Regions from separate parts of the Zea mays genome. Here regions 2 and 3 are each linked to region 1. Evidence: chromatin contacts called from public Hi-C data. All regions are on one chromosome and are shown on one strand. The core of a region is the stretch at or near the end of the contact, and the rest is flanking DNA. Distances in the headings are between cores, read along the strand shown.

Region 1 (4,507 bases), core at 88-2,587:
TCAATAATTAATATGTATGTTTTGTATATGTGTCTAGATTTAATATTATTTATTTTTAATATAGACATAAAAAGACCTACTAAAACGATTACTAATTTGCTATAGAGGGAGTATTAACGAACGCCGGCCGCGTCCATGATCACTGATCTGATGTCGGTCCGATCTTTTATGCAATCTAATCGTCGCCCGACGACGTGGAAAGATTCTGATTCGGCAACCTGCATACGACAGTGACGGCACTGGCAGAGAATGGCGCAGTAAACTTCTACGAGAGCATGGCATCGATCCATGGCACTATGGCATTCTTCTTCTAGCAGCAGGTGCTGCAACCTCTCGTCTCTCTGCTGGGTGACCATCACCAGTAGGAACAGAGAGCACAGATGCAGAGTTTTTGGCCATGGTACCGGTTTAACATACATATATTATGACATATATCTGAAGCCTACCTCTGAATTCTTAGACGGGCTCCAACAAGGGTGCTCTATCCTAAATTTAGAGGATCAAACAGTCATATACGCTTTTCAGCAATGTCTTCTAAACAGTCATCTAAATTTAAAAGACGTTGTTGGATTCTCTATATATAGAGTTTCCCTAAACGGTCCTCTATCCATTTGAATACTTTAAATAACCGGTTTAGCAAAACTAAAATATATATAATACATCTGAGAGTATGACAAATACATATGTACAAAAAATAAAAATAAAAAATATCTTTAATATAGGTATTTGAATATAGATAACGTGATTTAGAGAATGTTGTATATGAAGGATATATAGAGAATAAAATCTTTTAAAGCATACTGTAAAAAATGAATATCGAAGATAGATATAGAGGACATTGATGGAGACAACCTTAGTCCTAGATAGGATAGTGGATTGTGCACACCCAAACCGATAAAATATGTGATGGAAACCACCTACTAGGCTACTAGAGATGCAAACATGAAACTAGTTTTTTTTGTTAAAAAGAACTTCCGTAACTTGATTTTTTTTTAAAAATGACTAGTTAATTAGAGTGAAAATACTGCAGCAAGATTCTCTTTTCCCCCTTGCTCCTACGGTCCTACCTCTGGCTCTGCCTCCAAAAAAAAACCAAAAAGATCAGGGAAAGAGAGGCTCGTGTCTCTCTACTCTATCCGTATTCCTGCTCCCAAAGCAGAGCAGGTCGGGCCGTGGGGGGTGGTCCCTGGCTCGCCCGCCCGCATCCATTCTTTCCGGCCACCGGCTGCCGTGCGCCGTTCACTCCACTCCGATTCGTCACCCCCGCCTATTTATACCCCTCTCCCCACCCTGCCATCCTCTCATCACAAGCAAAAGCAACAAGGCAGCAGCACAAGCAAGAACCACACCTCCTCCCTTCGCCTGTGATCATGTCGTCTTGCTGCGGCGGCAAGTGCGGGTGCGGCTCCAGCTGCTCCTGCGGCAGCGGATGCAACGGGTAATAATAGATAATCTCACATCGTGTTAATTGAGTAGAGACGCTCGAGTATGTAGACGACGCATGATGGTGTTGGTGTGTGTGCGGCGTCTGAACGTGTACATGTGATTATATGAGTGATCCATCCGGTCATATGCATGCAGCTGCGGTATGTACCCTGACGTGGAGACCGCCGCCACCAGCAGCGTCAAGACCACGGTCCTCGCCGCGCCGACCACCAAGGCCAGCGCCGGCGGCTTCGAGGCGGCCACCGAGGGCGGCGGCTGCGACTGCAACACCTGCAAGTGCGGCACCAGCTGCGGCTGCTCCTGCTGCAGCTGCAACTGAGCTGGCCCGGCCCGGCGATGGCGCACGAGAGTCGAGAGGAGGAGGACGACGACGAGGCGTATAAATATAATAGCGGCGTCCAGTAAATAAGATCCTGTCAACTGCACCCGCCATTATCCATGGTCGCTCGCTCCTCGCCTGCGTCTCCTGGTCCTGGGGTTCGTCTGAACGTCCTCGCGGCTTCACGACGGCGATGCCGCCTCCGTCGATCCTGTCCGTCTCGTGCCGGATTTAATATTAGATCTATATGCGTGTTTTTCTGCGTTATTACTACATCTACATGTGTCTGTCTGTGGTGTGTCTCTCTGACGGCCCCATGCGTCAGCGTCACTGCTTGCTTCAGTTCTGCATCTCACTCTGTTGAGGTGAAAAACTGATAACATCTTTGCAGTGCTAGAAAACCTGAGAACCTCATGATATCTAAGTAACTGAGCCAAGAGAGAGAGAGAGAGAGAGAGTATCTAAGTACCTTGATCCACTTGGACAGCACAGTTAGACTCTGAAACGATCGTTGCATAATGCAGAGTACCCTGAAATTCGAAGCATCGACATGACCAGCTACAGTTCCGGCTACTGTTATGGGTTTTTCTCTTCGCCCCTTTAGATAACAGAATATCGATATCTTTATAAAGGAAATAATGGAATAGTAATGGGCAATGCTACGGCAATTTCCCTACTAGAACGCAATTTCTTAAATAAATTTGAACAGTTATTTTTTTTAGTTTTTAAATTGATTATTTCATTAACCTACAAAATAAAAAAAAACACAGCAAAGCCCTGTAGTGATATCTAACTAGCCCAAAAAGAACAAATGTATGAGTATCTTAATGTGCTTGGAAATATTTTTCGGCGAGAGAGAGAGTGAGAGAGCTCTTAATGTGATTTTAATTGAATGAACCTAAAGAATAGACAGAAAGAAAAAGTTAAAGCGAAATATATGATGGAAAATAAAAGTTACTTGATTCTGAAATGAACATGCAGTCTAATCGTGTCTAAGCATATGTGATGTGCTGGTGTATTCCTTTCCTTATATACAAAGCGCGACGTAAACGTGTGCTCCCGTGCGTCCACGTCGTCACAAAAAACTTGGTGCGTCCAATGCAATTTGAATGGCCACAGGCCGCAACCGAACTCCCTTTCTCGAAGCGTCGGTCTTTCTAGGCCCAGGCCCAGCCGCCTCCAAACGAAGAACCGTCTCGTCGCCTTCGCTTCCTTCTACTCCTCTACGCCATGTGCCTGGATGAGGCCTGCGCGGCGGACAACAGCCACCTGTGCGCGCCGCTGCCCCTGCGGACCCTGTTGCACCTGACGGGCTGCCTGCTCTCGTTATGGGCGCCTGGTAGCAACACCGGCATGCTGGCGCCGTCTGGAGGATTCGAGGATGCCGCGTGCGACACCCTTGGTGCCTTCACCAGCGTCTCGCTACAGGGGAGGGGGCTCGCCGGCACGCTCCTGTCCCCATCACAGTTCTCCGTGCCCACTTTCCAGTGCTCCTGTTGAATAGCATATCCGGTGGCCACAAAGCTACAACTGCACTGTGACTTCAGCTCCTCCACGGCTCCAGCTCACCCTGCTGCCTTCTCTCTCCTCCCTTCACATCAAGGGCGACTGGCTCGCTTTGCCGACGACCAAACACACAGTTGTAGCAATCTGAAAATAAATATATAGAAATAAATACAATATTTGAGGTGAAGTTTCTTTTTAATCAGCATGAGATATTGTTTGATCCTAAGTAGAGGCGTGATACGAAGTACTTTTTTAGGTGCATCTTAGCAAGAGGCGCTAACAGCATCTCACAAAAAGGAAATTGGAAGTTCAGTGGAGATAGCACGAGAAGTAAGTTCCAGTTACTTAGTTGTATTTATTTTTCATCACAGATGTCAGTAATTGGTAGTAAATGTTTGTCGTTCTCTTTACTGCCTCGAAATCATACTTTGGAGTGGATGGAACGACAAAAATAGTTTTTATTATTCACATCTGCGAAATTATGGAGCTAAGTCAAACGATGATTCTAATTGTTTATGTATATTGATTCTGAAAAAAATGTGGAACTCTGACGGTAGAACTTACAGCAAACAATAGTGTATCAACTCTCCTTATGTTTTTGTATAATTCCTTAGCAAACTTTAGCATTCATCTGATTAACTAGATCCATTTAAATATGGAGATGCCTAAATGTCTTAGCGCTAAGCCACATGTATTCTTCTTTCAGTTCTTTGAAATAGATCAAGGTGATTTTTAAATCGCCTTTTTTATTTAGAACACAAGCAGTTTATTTTAAAAAAAACACTTTACCTTATCCTCTCCTCCCCCGTGCTACTAAACCAGAGATCTTCTTGACCCATTCTTAGGCGTAATCCAACAATACATAACTGAGATTTATTACCAATTTACTTTATATGTTCATGATCGGCACCATTTTTTGACTAGCCCCATGTTATTTACTGCTTCCTCCTCTGACTTTGCTTTCTTACTCCAGTTGATCGTTATATTTCCATTATGATGCTAATGGCTCCTCTATTTTACATGCCAGCTAAAGTGATCACCCTATACTATAAAAGCAACTGCAGTTGTTTGGAAAAAAATGAATGCAAAATAGAGGAATAGAAAAAAAAACTGAGATAAGATAATAGTAAAAAGTATAGGAATAGAGTGATAGCAAAGATGTTTGGAATGGAGGGGGAAAAGTAGAGTAATCTGAGCCAGCATAGGAATAGAGTGATAACAAAGTTTCTTTCCCTT
Region 2 (4,074 bases), core at 21-2,520, 200 kb before region 1:
GTGTAGAAGACTCGGAACGATTTGCAGAGATCTTGCAGGCGGCTCGTTGGCAGCAGTTTCTGTTCACGCTGAAAGTCAAGGAGGAGATCTATAATGATGCGCCGCAAGTCAAGTGCAACATTACTAAAGCAGAGAAGCTGGATCCGGCAATAGAGAGTTCTTACCTTCTAGGGGTAATCAATGGCCTGTTGCAGGATGACACTGGCTCACCTTCTGGGGCGCAAGGTGCCATGGCCTACAATGCTGGTATCAGCAACACTGGCGCTGGACGAAGTGTGCCAACCTCCAACAGTGCCTACACCACCAATTTGAGTGGTCCAAGGTATGGCGAGTCTGCAAACCAGCTCGCGCAGCAGGAAAGCACGTACACCGGGGTGACCACTCCAGTGTCGGCGGCACGGAATGTGCAGCAGACCTGCGTGTCCTGCGGGTCAAGTGGGCACAACGTGCAGAACTGCCCTGCAGGAACATACAGGCAGCAGGCGGCTGCAAGCGCAGCAAGCTCCTACGGTACTTCGCAGCCTCGCAATGGACTGTGCTTCAAATGCAATCAGCCTGGACACTTTGCCAACTCTTGTCCACTACTGGCTCCTGCTCCCCAGCAGCAGCAGCAGTATCGGAGCGGCGGCGCTCCCTCAGGCGGTTATGGTAGGCAGCAGCCCTATGTTGGGGCTACCAACTACTGAAAGTCATTATCTCTGTCGAGTCAGTCGTGATGTTGGTTTTGCTTAGATGCCTGTCCTGAATGGCATCGCTGCGTCCATGTGAAGTAGATGCAAACCATTCCTTTTTATGTTTGTGTGTGAAGTTAGAACTATGTATCAGTACTTTATGTTTTCGTCTTATAAATCCTCGTTGCCGTGTCAGTTCTGTTGAATTCGTGGTTTGTCTCCCTGAATAACTCACTGTATGGTGGGTGTAAATTAAATGAAAATCATTTATCAGGAGAACATACTGTGCGACTCTATATATGATTGATTTGTTGAAACAGTACAAACATTGTTTGATAATCGAAATAATACTAAACTTCAATTCCATGAAGCTGGATAAACTTTTTTAAAATGAAGCTGGATAAACTTTTTTAAAAATGAAGCTGGACAAGGCCGAAACAAGAAATGTGTTTCTAAACCGGGCCCAATCTATCACGGCCCATCTGCCAATTTATGGCATGAAACTGCACAAGGCCGAAACAAAATGCTACTGGGCCGGGCCCAACCCAGCGCCACTCTGTAAAATCGCTTCCAGTTTGTCTTCCTCCAGAAAAACCCTACAGTTCATCCCTCTCGACGCGCCGCCGCCGTCTCGCCGCTGCCCACCCAGGTAATTTCCGGGTTTCGGAGTATAGATCCTTCCGGGCGACCCATTTTTTTTAACCTGCTGATGGTAAAGTTTCGTCCGTATGCAGATTGACGGCTCCAATTGGCGCCCATGGCGGAAGAAACCAACGTGAGCCGAAAATTACTGCATTCCCTCCCTCCCCCGGATATTGCTCTCATCTTTCTGGTGCTGTGGATTAATTGTGATTTGGTCCTTGCCTTTTCTTTTCCTTTGTCGAAACAGATAAAAAAGGAGGAAGAGGAGTTCAGCACCGGTCCTCTCTCGGTGCTCATGATGAGCGTCAAGAATAATACCCAGGTTGGCAGATTTCTTCTGGAAAATACAGTGTCTTCTTTGCAGTCTGTCTACATTGACTTACTGGTCAACTATGAAAAATATGTATGTGCTGGTATTTTTGTTGTATAATCTGGTACTATGATATGAATTGTAGTTATGCAGTAATGCAATGTGCCTTCTGTCCAGCTGTGTCAGTATGGTTAACCTTAGTTGGCTGCCTCCTGGTCCTGCTCTTGGTAGTCCTGAAACTTAGATCCATTGTTAGGGTTGTATCTGGCCATAGTTTTTGTGTATCCTTCATCCAAGTATGATCATTTGTGCTGTATTTGAACCTTCTCATTTATTGTCTGAGAGCCTGAGACAAGTATAGTTCTGTGCAGCAGCAGCAGCCTGAAGCTCCTGCTTGACCAAATCATAATGGCCAATAATCTTCTGAGCGAAGACATGTTTATTAGCTGTGGTTCCCAATTGTTTACTAAAACATATCCCTCAGCTGTGTTTCTTATACTATTTTGGTACGTGGAAGTGATGCACTAGTCTGTAGTCAGTGTTGTATTCTTGTCCCCTTAATAACTGTGATGCACACATGTTTCTTACCTTCGGTGGATGGAGGTAATGCTGGCGGCCTTGGTAGTCAGTCAGTATTGCATTGCAACATAATTTGGCAGTTTTGACTATAATGCTAGTACCTCTCTGTCATATAGACTATTGGGTTTCTGTATCTATAGTCTATACTATCTATTTTATAGTCATCCATCCTTATTTCTTTCATAAATAGCAAAAACAAGCATTACTATTTTTTTTACCAACTGATTTACTTGCCTAGTTGCTGCCAACTACCAGACAATCATGTCCCGATGGCCCATATTTCCGCACCCATTCGATCTTATATGTGCACGCTTAACCATAAACCATCGTTTGCTGTACTGTGATCGCTGTGTCATTGTTACTTAACCGTTATATCTTTGTTCCTCTCGCGTATCACATATTATGTGTCCTGTGCCAGCCTGTCTCAGGTTGCATAGATGGTGCTTTTCAACTAACTGTTCCTTATTCTGATAACACATCGTCTCTTATGTCTTAGGTTCTTATCAACTGCCGGAACAACAAGAAGTTGCTTGGTCGCGTGCGAGCCTTCGATCGGCACTGCAACATGGTTCTTGAGAATGTTCGTGAGATGTGGACCGAGGTAGGCCGAACCGAACGGTCTCTTAAGCTTCTGTCCAGTCTCCCTCCTGGCTTGAACTTGCCGTGTCCACGAACCGTTTCTGAACACCTGTTTGACTCGCGCTGTTACAGGTACCGAAGACCGGTAAAGGCAAGAAGAAGGCTCTCCCGGTGAACAAGGACAGGTTCATAAGCAAGATGTTCCTCCGCGGGGATTCGGTCATCATCGTCCTCAGGAACCCGAAATGAGTACCCTGTACACGTAGAGAGTCTGTTTGCTAGCAGTACGTTGTGCTATTGGGTGTAAGGTGTATGCCAAATGCTCAAAGCATGGGAGTGTAAGTCGCGGCAGAATTCGCTATGTGTGTTGATGGTGGGGGATTCAGCTTAAGGCAGGATGCTAGGGCTGGATTTTGCTTCTTGTAGCAGACTTGAACAGGATGCTTCTTTGATGTATCGACAGACCCCACTGCTTGAATCACCGGTTCCGATCCGTGTATCGCATACATAGTGTATGAATGGCATGGCATAGTGTATGGAGGTGTTTGTTTGGGATTATATAATCTACCTAGATTATATAATCCAACAAATTTAGTTGTTGGATTATATTCCCTCTGTTCTTTTTTATTTGTCGCCGTTTAGTTTAAAAATAAAAAATAAATTAGTGAGCGACAAATAATAAAGAATGGTATAATGTGAGTGAGCATATTATAATCCCAACACACACTCCTTATGGCGTGAATTGCAACACCAGGACAGGAGTATGTGTCTAACATGAGTTTCGGTGGTCGAGTACCTCCTCAGCACGGCAATCTCTCCACATCCATTGTTTTATTTACGACCGCTTGTGAGCGGATTTGGTTCATGTGTCAGTTCCATTGTCTGGCCATCGGTTCTCAACCGATCGACGTGCCTGCGGTGGCTGATGAGCTCCAAGGCTGCTCCGATGGCGCCACCGGCGACTGCAGCCTTGATCACCTGCGGCGTGCCAGCATTGCCGCCATGGCTCCTGTTGTAGTAGCCGTCTGCTACTGAGACAGCTGCACCTGCCAAGGCGCCTCCAATCACCGCGTTCTTCTGCGCCCAATCGAATGAAATCAATCAATCAGTTAATACCAGAAACAATATATCTCTATCGATCTATAAAAAACGAAAACACAAGTGTATACCCAGTCAGAGCGGCCACGCATCAGCTCCGCTCCAAACTCAAGGGTCTCAAAAGCTCCGGCAGCAGCCCCTGCGTTATACTATTATATTTGATTTCATTTGTGAAGCAAATTAAACAAACATCTG
Region 3 (4,452 bases), core at 1,382-3,881, 220 kb after region 1:
TAAATACCAAACCTTAATAATAATAAAGAAAACTAATAGTAAAATAATCCCAAATGCGATGCAAATATCAAATTAAATTTAAGTTCCATAAATTAATCATGTGAGTGTCCGAGCCGCTCATGACCGTGAGCACGGCTAGTATACCAGTTTTACACTCTGCAGAGGTTGCACATCTTTACCCACAAGTCGTGTTACCCATTTGCCATGGAGTTGATCAGACCCCATACACCTCTACCAAGGAAGCGAGGCAGGGTACCACTACGAGGCCTTTACAAAGTTCCACTAGCTTCAGAAAACCCGCTACAATTTATAGGAAGCTCCAGTGCAGGAATCCCTCACCTGACCGCCATCGCAGCAAAATCAACCCAAGGACCTCCCTACACTGACCACTCCCCTACTTCCCTTGCCCCTTTCGGGTAAGGTAGTCATCCACTAGCTTTCCTAGTTAATCAGCCAAGGGCGTCCCATTAAACCCATGTGGTAGCACTGTTTTCCCAGGTGGTTCTCCATGTTCCCATTAACATAATGATCTTATCATGAACAGTAAATAATGAACATATAATAAAAAGTGTAATCATGAGTAATAAATATCTCTATACCCAAATCCACATAAAGCAATAGCATGTACTACCCAAAAATTTAGTAGTAAAACTAGTGGTGAAACAAGGTATAAAGATAGTCAAATCTAGGGTAACCTATTGGGTCCTAGCAAAATTAACCTATGCAGATCATTATGATTAATAAGAACATGAATGGGTAAAAGAAGTGATCAAGGGCACAACTTGCCTTCAATGAGCTCCTGCTCAGCAGTCTCTACCAGCTGAACCCCAGGATCCTCTGTCACAGGCTCTTCTACTCGCCACAATACAAACAAGCACAATATATAGAGAAAATTAACATCACACCAAACATGTAAACAAAATACACAATAATAATCTACATATTAAAATAGAATCCTAGGAACAAAAATCATAATTTTTGGAGTTACAGATTTTAAGATATGAATTTCCAAAGGTTTTATGTGGTTGAAATAGGATTAAGTGAGAAATTATTTTACTTACTATTGTCATGACAAAACAGAGACTCTAAGTGATAGAGAATAAAATTACAAAATTTTAGAAAGTGGAATGGATTAATTTGGAGCAAGTATGAATTTTCTATGAATTTATTAAGTTCTAGTAGTTATTTTCATATTAAAATCCATTTTCTATTTCATTTATTCAAATTAAATGGGTTCTGGACTGGGCCTCAATTACTAGAAAAGACAGGGGCTTCAGTGAACATTTTCCTAAGTTACACAATACTGTTACGTGGACTGCGGGTTTATTCTAGAAAAGCAGAGTGGCTCTTATGCAAGTCTTCCAGGCCGAAAGGGTATCTGTAGTTCTGAGCCGTTGGATTAAAAATCAAGGGCTAGGGTTAGATCTCAAATATAACGAATCTGTATGCAACTAGGTCCATTGGATATGGGATCAACGGTCGATGACTTGCCACGCCCTAACCAAATCAGAACGGCCCGATTCCGCATCTACGGCCCAAATCCGATCGCGCGAAGGGGTATACGATGCCATAATCTCGTCCATCCATCGCCTATCCGACAGCCACTGTTCCTTTCTCCAGCTACAACCCCATCAAGCAGCCCACGCGCGGCGGCGCTGCCAAGCTCACGACAATGAAGTTCGCCGGAGATGCATAGTTTCCCTCTCTGGTTCCCAAAACCCGGATCTGAAGAGTGCTACGCGGAGGGGGTGTTAATGCGAACAGGGTGGAAAGAATTTTACCGGTCGATCAAGATGGCAAGGCCAAACCGCGGCGCTCTTTGAAGCACGCCCAGGTCCACGACTCGACGGCGTTCGCGCAGTCTTCACGCCCGGCGAGGAGGCCAGGTCTGCTCTACACCGCACGCACAGGGAAGTCTTGGACGTCCAGTGCACGGCTCCGTTGAACTCCCTCCCGATGGCAACACACCCGTTCTCTCGCTCTTGTTGCCTTTCTCTCTCTCGCCAGTCGGCCATGGTGGATGTCCATCGCCGGCGAAGACCCGACGGAACCTGGCACCAGGCGCAGGGCGTCGGCGTCGGTCGTCTTCGTCGCCACGAGAGAAAGAGGGATGAACGCCTGAATAGTAGAAGAATCCCAAGAAACAGGAACAACAATTCTTCCTCCTTCGGTCTCTCTGTTTCATGGCGGTAGATGTCTCCCTGGCGCACGCGAAGACCCGAACGTCCTATGCATCTGGGTGCGGTAGTATGAGGGCACAATTATATGCAGGTTGGAATCGAACTCTGATGGGATTTGCTAGGCCGCGATGCTTGGATTTCTGTTGCGCGGAGTCCACGGTAATCACGAGAGGATGAAGACGAGCTTGCAGCGGATCTCACCCGATGACCAATCCGCGCTCCACTCGCTAGGCGTGCGAAAGAAGTCCGTGCGCGATGGGAAGGTTGGTCAGCGGGCCTGCCCGTCAGTAGCGCTACAGCCGCACGGCCAGGGAAGCAGTAGCGGGATCCGAGTCATGCGGCGATTTCTGTTGAGATTGGGTCTGCGTCGAGCCGTCGAGTAAGTGGGGGAAGAAGATGACGATTGGGCCCCGCTGGTCAGCGAAGGACCCGGTAGGGTGACTGCGCGCGCGGGCGTGGGGGTAATCGGGCCACGCGGCGGGTTAATGAAGTGGGCCGAAAATGAGCAGTGGCGGCCCAGGCGCATGGCTTTCTTCTTTTCTTTTTTTTTCTTCTTTTTTTCCTTTTTGATTCATTTTCTTTTCATTTGAATTTCTAATTTGAATTTTGAATCTTGTTATGAACTTCACATTTGAGTCAAATGTACAAACTCAATTCTGTGTAAGAATATATATATTTTTTTATACTTATTTTTATCCACATAGTAATTTCTCTTCTTCTCCTTTTTTTATAAATTCTTGAATTTCTTTTAGGATTTAATTTCCCATTGGGGCATTAACATAATAATAATAATTATTTTTTACTGTATTTTTATATCATCACAAAATGCACACAAAGTAAGATCCAGCATGATGCACAAGTGTTGATGTGTTCTTTACTGTATTTTTTACTGTATTTATGTGTTCTTTGTTCTAATTATCCACTTTTAACCAGTGTTGATCACATGTAATGAATAGTAGAGGCCACAAACTATTGAGATTATCCCTATCCACTTTATTACACTTTTGAGTATTACAAGCCGGGGAACGGGATCCGACGTAGCCCATATCCCGAGACGAAGCCTCAGAAGTGGGAGAAACTCCCGACGAATGAGTACATCGAGAAAGGCGCAACTCTCGCTGCCGCGATCACCGACAAGCTCAAGACCAGGAGCGAGAGCTAGCCGAGCAGGACGCCAGGCTACGGCGAGAGAACCCTCTCCTCGCTCGGAACCTGTACCCCAATTTTGCTCGAGCACTAAACACACCAAGTGAAGTCAGAGGAGTACTTGCACAGATGGCTGACGGTCTCCCGCGAACCCCAGACGCGGACGGCTACCGGTGGCTGCTTACTCAGGCAGCTAATCACCTTCTACCCCTCGCTCATCCCGTGAACGACCTGCGTCATGCCATCAACAGCCGACGAGATGCACGAAGCTCCATCAACGCCTCGCGCGACCGACGACATGAAAATGAGATAAGGCACCGGGAGGAGTACGACCGGGATCACGGCATACCAGCACGGAGTTGTGCCACCCGAGTTGAGTCAGCGGCAGGCTCAACCAGTGGGTCGTTCTAGGGACGGTCGAGACGACCAGCTACTGACTGCCCTCCTCAGAACCGACGACATGAACACCGACATGAAGACGCATACGGAGTCTCCACACTCACTCTGTGTCTTCGAACCATCCAATGGCCTCCCAACTTCAAGGTCTCTAACGTCGACAAGTATGAGCCTAAGCAAGACCTGGGTGGCTGGTTGGCCGTCTACACGACTGCCGCTCGGGTAGCTGGGGCAATGGAGGACGTCATGATGGCGTACTTGCCCATTGTCCTAGGGCAAGACGCGCTACAGTGGCTCCGACATCTACCTCGACACTGCATCGACGATTGGAGCGACTTCAGTCGTCGCTTCATTGCCAATTTCCGGTCTCTCTCCAATAAGCCGACGCAGCCATGGGACCTCAAATCCATCAGGCGCCAGAATGATGAGACCCTCCGGTCGTTCCTCAATAGATTTCAAACAATGAGGAACCGCATCCCCGAAGTCCTTGAGGCAGCCATAATTGAAGACTTCTACCGGGATCCAACGACTCGACCTTCGTCCGAGTCATACTCTAGAAAGTGCCAGCCACCTCCAAACAACTGTTCTGAGAAGCCAGGTGCATCTCATACATGCGCCAAGAAGACAACATATACAATAACAGAGTGTATAGAGATAAATGTCATAAAACATCAGAGTATTTATTACATAGCGGAAGACTTATTACAAAATAAAAGAATAAACATAAAAC

What was found. Hi-C and Micro-C count contacts between places; a contact is called where the count stands out from the background.
Region 2: a contact with region 1 is called in a Hi-C map of endosperm, with 7 times the contacts expected there. The contact joins the promoter of LOC100280773 here to the promoter of LOC100282059 in region 1. A contact is called at or near these places in 11 of 25 Hi-C or Micro-C datasets (bundle sheath, ear, endosperm and 4 more).
Region 3: a contact with region 1 is called in a Hi-C map of leaf, with 7 times the contacts expected there. The contact joins the enhancer-like site here to the promoter of LOC100282059 in region 1. A contact is called at or near these places in 4 of 25 Hi-C or Micro-C datasets (endosperm, leaf and tassel).

The regions. Positions count from the first base shown.
Region 1 is chr6:46,097,436-46,101,942 of Zm-B73-REFERENCE-NAM-5.0, reverse strand. It overlaps LOC100282059, which reads left to right and starts at 1,337. Exons shown (of 2, transcript NM_001154972.2): 1 at 1,337-1,438; 2 at 1,582-2,037. The coding sequence starts at 1,371. The coding sequence ends at 1,765. It overlaps LOC103629248 (a long non-coding RNA gene), which reads left to right. Exons shown (of 2, transcript XR_554248.4): 2 at 1-26.
Region 2 is chr6:46,296,649-46,300,722 of Zm-B73-REFERENCE-NAM-5.0, reverse strand. It overlaps LOC100280773, which reads left to right and starts at 1,270. Exons shown (of 5, transcript NM_001153695.1): 1 at 1,270-1,320; 2 at 1,390-1,446; 3 at 1,561-1,635; 4 at 2,699-2,803; 5 at 2,914-3,285. The coding sequence starts at 1,429. The coding sequence ends at 3,030. It overlaps LOC100285427, which reads left to right. Exons shown (of 2, transcript NM_001158320.1): 2 at 1-877. The coding sequence ends at 686. It overlaps LOC103629252, which reads right to left. Exons shown (of 6, transcript XM_008650422.2): 5 at 3,951-4,018; 6 at 3,447-3,858. The coding sequence ends at 3,613.
Region 3 is chr6:45,882,625-45,887,076 of Zm-B73-REFERENCE-NAM-5.0, reverse strand. No RefSeq gene overlaps it. Among protein-coding and RNA genes, the nearest start is that of LOC100501573, 44 kb to the left of the region's middle. Within about 2 kb of position 2,631, at least 20 of the 20 cell types and tissues checked have an H3K27ac peak or open chromatin away from gene starts, as enhancers often do. A contact at or near this core is called in endosperm, leaf and tassel, where this site is marked.